Regions from separate parts of the Mus musculus genome. Here regions 1 and 3 are each linked to region 2. The links are chromatin contacts, called in public HiChIP or PLAC-seq maps. All regions are on one chromosome and are shown on one strand. Each heading gives the region's core, a stretch centred on a gene start, on an enhancer-like site or on the middle of the called end of the contact. The rest is flanking DNA. Distances are from core to core; before and after follow the strand shown. Region 1 has its middle 120 kb from the start of 4930441J16Rik. Region 2 has its middle 86 kb from the start of Gm31534. Region 3 has its middle 130 kb from the start of Lnpk.

Region 1 (3,342 bases), core at 639-3,138, 310 kb after region 2:
TCACCTAGCAACTAAATAAATGACCCAAATACTCACAGAGAGGGATGCATTGTATAAACACTAATGGATTAATAGAACCTAAATAAAAAATTCAGTTCAGCAACATGCTTTCCTCCCACAACGAATCTCCAAGCTTATGCTATTACTGTTTTCTTCTATTGTCTTTGTTTCTCTAATTTCTAAAAGGAAACTAGACTTCTTCTCTTTTTTTTTTTTAATGAAGGCACCCTATGTTTGGAGCTACACTAACCCATTATTTTCTTCTTTATGATTATAATTCAATGGCCTTCAATAGTTTTAAACAAGGGCAGAAGCTGTAGTTCGGTGGTGTAGTGTTTACCCAGCACGCCCAAGGCCCTGGGTTCCAGCCCCAGCACTGCATAACCAGGTGTGGGGGCACATGTCTATCATTCAGCACTTTGGGGGTGTCGGCAAGAGAATCAGGGATGCAAGGCCATCCTTGGCTACTTAGAGAATGCAAGGCCAGCCTGGGTTACGTAAGACCTTGCCTCAAAGACCCACAAACAAGCTTGTAAAAGCACTCTGGAACAACCTATCATTTCTCTTTCCGTGAAGACATGGGAAGACATGAAGAAACCCACGGGCTTCAGAGTTATGGAACAGAGGAAGAGGAGTGTTCCGGCTCCCTTGGGACATTTTTTTCTTCACTCTTGGTACTGTGAGCATCAGTCAGTGACACGGGTGGAAACCAGCACTCAGGTTAAACTGCACAGACTCCCCACCAACATCTCTACCCACCTCCGACTAACAGTAATGTTGATTGTACCGAGAGGGAATTACTCAGTAAAATTTTCTTCTAAATCACCCTTGAAGATATGATCTAAGCTAACCACATAATGCTGATTAAAAGGCTGAGGTGAACCATAAGCAACTTGCTTTGGTTGCTAGTGGCAACAATTATTTCGGATGCCCTAGGCTTCCAACTCTGTAAATTAAAGCTCGTTTCCCTGTACCTCATAAGGGTTGGTGAATTATGCAAATATTTTTTTTCTGTATGAAATTAGATAATGGTCTCACTACTTTTTATAATCAAGCATTATAAATCCCACAAGTTACTTTCTGATTTAAAACCTTGTCCTTGATCTAGGTCAACTAAGATCAAGTGCAAATGTGTTAGCCTTTAGATCAACTCTATGGAATCAAGTTATATTCATTCGGAAGCATGGGATTTTTCTAGCGTAATTAAGCTACTTTGGCAAAACCTTTAATAAAAAACTGATTTAGGCCATTCTAAAAAATTATTGTTTCAACAATCATCCATCTTTTATTTTATTTTATTTTATTTTATTTTTACTCAGAGCTAACGCCTTTGAGACAGCATTTCATCCCAGTATCATAAATGAAAATTAACAGAAATTTGATTTGCTAATGCACAAATACAGCTTCGAGGTCCGACTTCAGCCAGGCACAGCCATTTAAAACAAAATCAATGAAAACCAAATTACTCAAAGTAGTTCACAATTAATCCACAAACTTGCTTGTACTCTTGTTTTCCCCAAGGGAACATTTTTTAAATGCAAATTGTTCAAATACTCTAATTGTTTCAAAAGCATTTGCTAGTGTGTGTTTTGTCCTATTTCCCAGAATTTTTAATTTCATGACGGCATGACTCAAGAGACAGCCCAAACCCTGATCCCACTGGACCAACGCAACCTGAAGCTGTAAACGAATGGTTCCTAGCTCCCGGCCATCCCGGCTCACTTGACCCTTGTCTACCCAGCACAGGAAAGCGGCTTGGCTGGGTTCCGCAGTAAGGGAATGAAGTACATCCATTGCTCACGATTATTAGCTGGAGTGGAATGAGCCTCCTCCTTATTATGCAGATTAGCGGAGCTCTCAGTCCCAGCATATTGTGCAGATGCGGGCTAGCAGCTGCTCTTACAGATGGCGAGTACACAACTCCATTAGGCTGGATCTATTGTCTGCTCCTGGCTTGTGTGGAGGCTGGGGCCGACGCAGAGAAGAGAAATTGTTTCAGGACGAGATGTAAAGGCGCACACACTCTCTTAAAAACCAGCACCCAGGAGACTCTTTACGCAGCAGGGCCGACAGCACTCAAATTAGAAATCTACCCTAAATAAGGACTTTCGTATGTCACAATTAAGCTTGTGTATTTTTTTAAAGCAGATTAACCATTAAAATTGAGTAGTATAATTCAAATTCTGCAATGCCACGCTATTAAATATTCAGATTAAAAACAAATCCTGAGAGATTCATTCAGAAATTTGCACAACGTTCAGCTCCTCTGGGACCTTGTGTTTAGTTAGCTCCTTCACAAGGAGGCAAGTTTATCTTCCATAACATCAAATGTGATTGAGAATCAGCGTTAGGGAGTTTGTCCTTTTAGCGTTATTATTTATACTGAGGAACATCAAAGCGGTTGATTGGAGTTAGTCTGGAGTGAAAGTATGTGTGAAGACTCGCTTTTGTGGGCGAATCATTTTTGTAAGTTCTTAGTAAATCACATTGCTGCAAAATTTGGGGTATGGGGTAAAATAATTTCATTGCTATTTGAAGACATTAAGGTATATGACGGACAGGGTTGGTTTGGTTTTCAGCCTATGTTCCTCTAGGCTTCAAGTTCTGAAGGGTGCTGAGGGAACCAGAACCTTCAGAACAATGGATGGCAACTGTCAGGATGGTAAGGGCATTGTTTAAACTGCCTATCAAAATTAGGGCTCTCTGTAAAATAAGATTGGTGAAAGCTTAAGAGATTCAGGCTGCAGGTGACACCACAGACAGGAAGCGGTGACTCTCACCTCCTACCTGTCCGGGCAGATAGCAGAATGAAATCATTTTAAAGAGTATTTTTAAAGACACCTGTTTAGAATCAGGTTTATCAGGGTAAAAGGAAAAGGGAAAGAATGTAAATGGATTAATATGGAACCATATTTTCCAAACTTTATCTTATGTATTTCATACATTTTAATTAAAATAAAATTATATTAGTTTCCCCTTCCCTTTCCTCCCTCCAGTCCCCCCAAGTGTCCTTCCTTGGTAGGACAGCCTTTTCTTCCTCAAATATTATTGTTATTTCTGTGTTTCTGTCTGTCTGTCTATCTGTCTGCCTCTCAGTCTCTGTTTCTCTGTCTCTACTTCTCTGTTCGTGTTTCTGTCTCTCTGCCTCTGTCTGTGTCTGTGTGTGTGCATTCATGTGTGTGTTGCACAGATGTATACATAAAATCTTTAAAGTCCATTTTTGTTGGCAGTGTGTATATGGTTTCAGAACTGACAATTTTGCATTGAACAACCAATTGGGAGGCTCATTCCTAGTAGAGGCTAACTCTCCCTCTTTCAGCAAACATGTAGTTTCTTGTCCAC
Region 2 (2,987 bases), core at 390-2,889:
CAATCCAGCTGGCGAAAGTGTGACAGTATGACCCAGCCACTGCACACACACACATCAAGTGTCCACCCAACAATCCAACCATTGCACACACACATCAAGTGTCCACCCAACAACCTAGCAATGGAAGGAGGGAGGTGTCCACTGTCTTGACAGATAGTGGCTACATAGGTCTAAACATGGCCAGTCTATTAAGTTGTGTACTTTAAGTGGTGGAGTTTATCCTACAGTAAAGCTGATCTTTAAAAGTGCCTCAAAGAAAGTAGGGTAACTGACAGTGAAAATAACGGGTCACCTTCAATGCCAACTTCCCAACAGCACAAGAGCCTGTGGTTGCCAGCTCCATTGTGGGTCCTCTAATGGCTGGGTGCAGAACTCTTCGAGTTTGCTTGTCTGACATTTAGAAGGTTAATAAAGAACTGTGGATAAACAGCCTCAATTAACTCATAAAAGTGATTTGGACAGGAACAGCTTCTCATCAGATGAGGGGGAGGGGCTGCAGATCTATGGTTCTTGCTTCTGGTTTCAGCTGGAAGACGTAGGGCTTACTTAGGATAGCTAGAAAATACCATGAAGACCAGACCAAGCTGCAGGTACATGTATAAAAACCCCCTTTTAGGAAATTCCTGGCCAGTGGTCAGTTGTAGACTGAAATTGAGTCTGCCATGCATGAGCGTCCGGGATGCTCACAGAGGCAGTCATTTTGAAAAATCAACCACGAGCAACTGTGGTCCTTCTAAATTTGCTTTAGACTATTGGATCTTTTTCCTCTTCATTTTAGAGATTGTGTGTGTGTGCCATTTTAAGAATTTGTAGCAAAGACTGCTACATAAACTGCTAGTCACACTTGCTGGGGAACTTTGCAAATAAAAACCATAAAAACAGTGTTAGCTTATTAAACAAACAGAAAGAACTTAATAGCATAGAACTTGGGTGCATAAAAGCTCGGGATGGCTTCCGAAATAGCGTACATCACATAAAACGAATTACAACCAATAGATCTAGGTCTAGTTTCTGAGTGTCCACTTCGTTTTTAGTTAAGACAAACATCAGGATTGTTGTAATATTAACACCATTCCCTAACCATTTGATTGTTGTTATTTCTTAGTATTCCTGAGCCATGAAAGCATCGTGCACAGGGCTCTGCTCTTGCACAGAGAGGCGGGCTTTTCTGTAAGAGAGTTGCTGCCTGCGATGGTGGGCTGCCTGCTGTCGTGTTTACCTTCACTGGGGCTGCCTGGCTATTGTCGAGCCAGTTGAGATGATTCATGGGTCTGACAGATGTCTGGTACAGCTGGATGTGTCCTTGATTATCCCAAAAGTCTGGACAGCACTGTCATTCACCATTGCCCAAATTATCTTTGTATTGACTGTGGAACCCTTGGTGACAGCGCTGTAATGGCTAATTACCCAAGATACCACTGGTACGCACTTCATAATGGCTTAGTGAAAAAGGAAAAGACTGTAAGGAAATGAGGAAAAAAAATACTAATAAAAGTAACATCCTGTTCTGTGCAAAGAACAGACTCTGCTGCAGTAGAGTGTGTGTATTTATTTGACATCATGCAGTCTATGCTAATGAAATCCAGGGCCACAATAGGAGAAGCATAGATTCTCATGAAACGTGTAAGGGAGGGATAAAACGTAAAGAACGCTGACAGTGATGAATTATGGACAATAGAAGGAGCTATTAGCTGGGAGACAATCGTATGCATGGCATACTCGGGAAAGGCATGACAAGTGGCAATTTGCCTGCCTCGCCTGCTGCAGGGGTTGGAGGCGAAAGAGTACGTTCTGTTTAGCAAATGGCCTCCCCAGAAATGGAGAGGAGGGAGGGAAAGAGGAGGCGCTTAGTAAATCTGCTCCGGGGGCAAGAATGGGAAGCCGAGGTTTCATTTCCCCCTATAATGCCATAAATTAGCCCACTTTGACAAACATAGCTCCCTCAAAGCAGATATATATTAGGAGGGGGAAAGAGAAGGGAATAGAAGGCACAAAATCCCATTTTGACTTTTAGTGGAGATGATGAGGTCCCGGGAGGGCAGACAAAGCAGGCCGGGGAACAGCTTTCCACACAAAGAATGCAGTGATTCGCCACATCCTGTCCAGGCCGTGTCTGAATGTCACTCCTATCTTAATTACTAGACTAACAAAGCTATCCCGTTCTTCTAGAATCTCTGCCTCCGTTCTCACAATGCAAGAGGAGAATCTGATGAAAGGTTGCTCGTGAGTCTTTATGAAGCCAGGAGGTGAGGTCAGGGGCCTTGGGGAGGCGGAGTAGAGGAGGATGATGGGTGAAGACCGGAAGGCCTGATGCTCTCTTGTTCTTGATCGACATGGGTACTCCCCTGAGTTTTGTAGCAAGTGGCTTGGTGGGACAGCTGTGACAAAGTCGGGGACATGATGCATCACCCCTGGCCTTCCAGTTGGAAAGGGGGAGATTGTCTCTTTCTTTGACCCTATACTTGTGCAGTGATCTCAGGCCTAGTCACTCACAAAGCACGGGATACGAGCAGTGTGACTTGAGGACTGTGGGTACTGCATTCTGACTCACTGAATTATTCCTTTAGCTGAAGAACTTCAGTCCATTGTTTTGGACCACCTCAAATACTTCATTGTGTCCTCCCTGAGTTCTCTCGGATGCTTCTTGATGGTCCCAGAGGTGTTCCTCTGTCCACTGATTCTCAGTAAGGACCATAGTGATGGTGTAGGAGAGAGACGGACAGGAATTTGGGCGAGAATATCTCCTGAGCCCTGTGCTGATACCCTGCCCCTGCCAATCATATGGGCGAATACTTCTGTGTCCATCAAGCAAATTTTCCCTTTGAAAATGACTTGGATTGAAACAAGTTAATTCCCCCTAGAACTCTGGTTAGTTGGAGTTATTTTGTATTTTTTAAAAAAATGACAATCACATTTTCAAAACACGTAGGTGATACGTTTGTATCCCTATCACATTTAGGCGTGCCCCCCACCATCATAACACAGAC
Region 3 (3,220 bases), core at 299-2,798, 330 kb after region 2:
ACATAACAGATGCTTGCTAGGATCCACCATGCAGCCCGCATACAGTTATGCTAATTTGGCAGCACTTCTCTTCCCGTTAGCTCGGAGCCATTAGAGCACCCAGCTAGTAGGTCCTTCTGTCTAACTAATAATTGCCTATTATTGATATTAATTAACATTTTTTGCACCTTTCCTCGGTTTTGACCTAGTATCTGTTGGTAGTCTAATCACTGTGGCCTATTAAAAGTCAAAATACAGGGGCCTAGAGTAGTCACAAGCCATTTATCAAAAAGCAAACAAGGCCAATTAAACAGGCAGCCAGACAGTTGTCTTGATTCGCCTCTGACTGTTTTCTTGATCACCATTATAAATTGCTAATAGGGCAGAAAGCGCTAAGCGGGGAGCATCTGCGGGGGGCTGGATATTGCTCACTCCCTGCCTGGTGACAGGTGAGAGGGGGCCCAGTGATGGTCTTATTGATGCGAACTGCCCATCAGTTGGTAGTTATTGTTAAAGTTCATGATGCTACAGCTGATCCCGTCCTGCTGAGAGTCAATCAAATTAATTAGAGCTAGAAAAATCTTCTTTATTATTTTAGAGCATGGATATAGAAGTCCTGTGATTTAGATCCAAAGGCAATGAAGAAAAAAAAATCTCCATGTAGTATGGTGTGGAAAAAAATCAGATATTGCTTCTTCCATTATTTATAATAAGGGCTGCGGCTAAAGGTTTTTATAGGCACAGATCAAGAGATCATAATAGAAGCATATTGACAGATTTTTTTTTCTGCAATACTCCAAGGAACCGGCTGTAGCAGGAAAATATATCAAAACCTTATCATCAGACCTGAGATCTTCTGTGAAAAATCAATAAAGAGTTATACATGGTTTGAGTTTAAACAGTTCTCTGTAGTCATTTAAACATAGTGCATCTGTATAGCCTTTTACCTCTGGAGACAGGTAACCTAGCAACTGCAGGGCTTAAACCGATTAACTACAAATGAAGTACTGTACGCCTATCAAAGCAATTGTTCATCGTAGCCTTTGTTGCAGAGACTAAGCTAATTGAACATGATACAGTATGAAGATAATTAACACCCATGAGTTTGTTAATTGCCTGTTAGCATTACAACACACTCTCCCCGTTTCTTTTTAACTGTCTCCTTTGTAGCCTCTTACTTCCCTTAAAATGGTGCAGGACCTCTTTAACTAGCAATGATATCTTCGAGTTTATTAACCCTTTTTAAATTGGGGGAAGCGGGGTGGGGGGCTGCGAGGGGGGGTGGAGAAAGAAAGAAAAAGCTCCGTCTTAATGAAGCATTGCATTGCGTGTGCTTGTTAAATGCAAGCTTGGCTTTGTCTCTCTCTACTTTCTCAAGATTGGGAATTTGTTTTACAGATACTGTACAAACTATGTTTATTTTTCGTGCTAATTTCTTTCAAGCAATTTAGCCATTATAGCATGCTCTCTGGAAAAAAACCCAAAATAACACAGGACTTGAGTGAGCCTCTTTATGACTCCGGCTGCTCTGCTCTTGAGAAGGAGCAGGGAATGTCTTTGAGGAGTGGAATATTAATTGAATGCAGCATCTGGTCAGCAGCTGGCTGGATCCGGTTGTCCTGTTCCCACCGAGCAGGCGAGAAAGAAGTGCTGTTGCATCTGTTTGCCAGGCTTGTGTTTCCCTTCCGAGCAGTGGACTAAATGAACCCCCATTTTATCTCTGCTGGATCACTACATGGATGCCAGAAAATCAATTGGGCAGGAAAATCTGTTAATCTAAAGTGAATTTAATCTTAGGAATCATTTCAAATAAAAATTTTCAATCATTACCTTTTTGGAAAAACACTTCTCTCCCCGCCTCCCCACCCCCCCCCCCCACAAGTGTGAGCGTTTGTGTCGTAACAATATTTTGAAAGCACCTATTATAAGAGTAATTCAACGTCAATAGGATTATCTAGCAAAGGACACTTGCTTTGGGGAGGCAGAAGAGATGTTTTAAGAGGAAATGGGAGCCCAATGGTATATGGACAGAAACGATTAAGGCACTTGGGCCCAGGACACGTGGAGCCTGACAATAGACCCTTCTCATGTCGAGAAGGAGTACTTTGGTTGTGTCACGATTGTTTAACTTGGATTTTCCTACACAATCTGCTGTGTTTATCATTACTGTACTGTGGCTTAATCCTTGCTGGTATGCCAGCCCCAAGAGGGTCACTTCTAGTGTCCAATTACAAGTTCTGTCATCAATCACAAGTATTATTTATTCAACAAAATGAATTACTAATTAATAACTAATGAACATTATGGCCTTGAAGGCTATAACATTATTAATTACAGTTGGCATGAAAGGGGTCTACCTGGCACATTTTCACCACAATTAGCCCTGGAAGTTTTCGTGTAAAATGTCTATTAAGAGAGCCAACGAGGAAAGGCTGGCTTCATTGCTTCCCTCTATAAGGCTTCTGGGCAGGACCCTACCACACCACCCCCATGATCCCAACAATGATTTTCCTGAATGGCTGGAGACAGGAGGAAGAGAAGTTTCCTACATGAGACTGCACCCTCCCAGCCCTGCATGCTAAAATGTCACCAGAGGATTCTGGACCACAGTGGAGCAGGTGGAATATGGTCACTGCCTTATTTTTAGATGTGGTCCTAAGCTCTGGGTGCAGGCATTGCTCAGCAGCTAAATCTTAAGCAGGCAGCTGGTGGGCCAGAACTGCCCGCTTCTGTCCAGAGTCAGGCACAGTGTGTCCTCTCACCTTGAGGACCCTTCTCATCACAGGCTATAGAGGAGATGCTGTGAAATGCTCTTGCCCACAGCTGAGCCAAGAGGAAGCAGTAGTTTAAAGAATGTACGCAGGAAAGCACAACAATGTTCTCAGGCTCTTTGAAAGCAGAATGGATCTACTCCCTCTGCTCCATGGACGTAGCCGCCTTGCCTAATGCCTTGCAGGGGTTGGTGAAACCATGGGTGGATGAGAAAGTGTGGCAAAGACAGTGTAAAGTCATGGGGATGTTAGAAAGGAAAACTCCCCTTTTTCTTTTTCTGGAGAAAGAGAAGAGTTTCTCAGACAGTGAATCTGTGGTTTGGACACTCATTTCACCCTCGGCGCTACAGGGATTTTGGAGCACAAGTGATTGCATTGCCCTGATTAACTGCAGAAGTGGGAAAGCATTCTCTTTGTACTAGATAAGCAGAGAAGCATCTCTTAACATTTCAATAAAAGATGTGTGAGGG

The links. HiChIP or PLAC-seq counts read pairs in DNA pulled down with a chosen protein or histone mark.
Region 1: a contact with region 2 is called in an H3K4me3 HiChIP or PLAC-seq map of embryonic basal ganglia, with 2.8 times the contacts expected there. The contact joins two enhancer-like sites. A contact is called at or near these places in 1 of 484 Hi-C or Micro-C datasets (nephron progenitors) and 2 of 115 datasets of contacts at active chromatin or transcription factors (differentiating embryonic stem cells and embryonic basal ganglia).
Region 3: a contact with region 2 is called in an H3K4me3 HiChIP or PLAC-seq map of embryonic basal ganglia, with 2.4 times the contacts expected there. The contact joins two enhancer-like sites. A contact is called at or near these places in 4 of 115 datasets of contacts at active chromatin or transcription factors (embryonic basal ganglia, embryonic hindbrain, embryonic stem cells and 1 more).

Annotation. Positions count from the first base shown.
Region 1 is chr2:74,425,088-74,428,429 of GRCm38.p6, forward strand. No RefSeq gene overlaps it. Among named protein-coding and RNA genes, the nearest start is that of 4930441J16Rik, 120 kb to the left of the region's middle. Within about 2 kb of position 1,889, at least 46 of the 459 cell types and tissues checked have an H3K27ac peak or open chromatin away from gene starts, as enhancers often do. A contact at or near this core is called in embryonic basal ganglia, where this site is marked.
Region 2 is chr2:74,118,067-74,121,053 of GRCm38.p6, forward strand. No RefSeq gene overlaps it. Among named protein-coding and RNA genes, the nearest start is that of Gm31534, 86 kb to the right of the region's middle. Within about 2 kb of position 1,640, at least 13 of the 459 cell types and tissues checked have an H3K27ac peak or open chromatin away from gene starts, as enhancers often do. A contact at or near this core is called in embryonic basal ganglia, where this site is marked.
Region 3 is chr2:74,450,248-74,453,467 of GRCm38.p6, forward strand. No RefSeq gene overlaps it. Among named protein-coding and RNA genes, the nearest start is that of Lnpk, 130 kb to the right of the region's middle. Within about 2 kb of position 1,549, at least 38 of the 459 cell types and tissues checked have an H3K27ac peak or open chromatin away from gene starts, as enhancers often do. A contact at or near this core is called in embryonic basal ganglia, where this site is marked.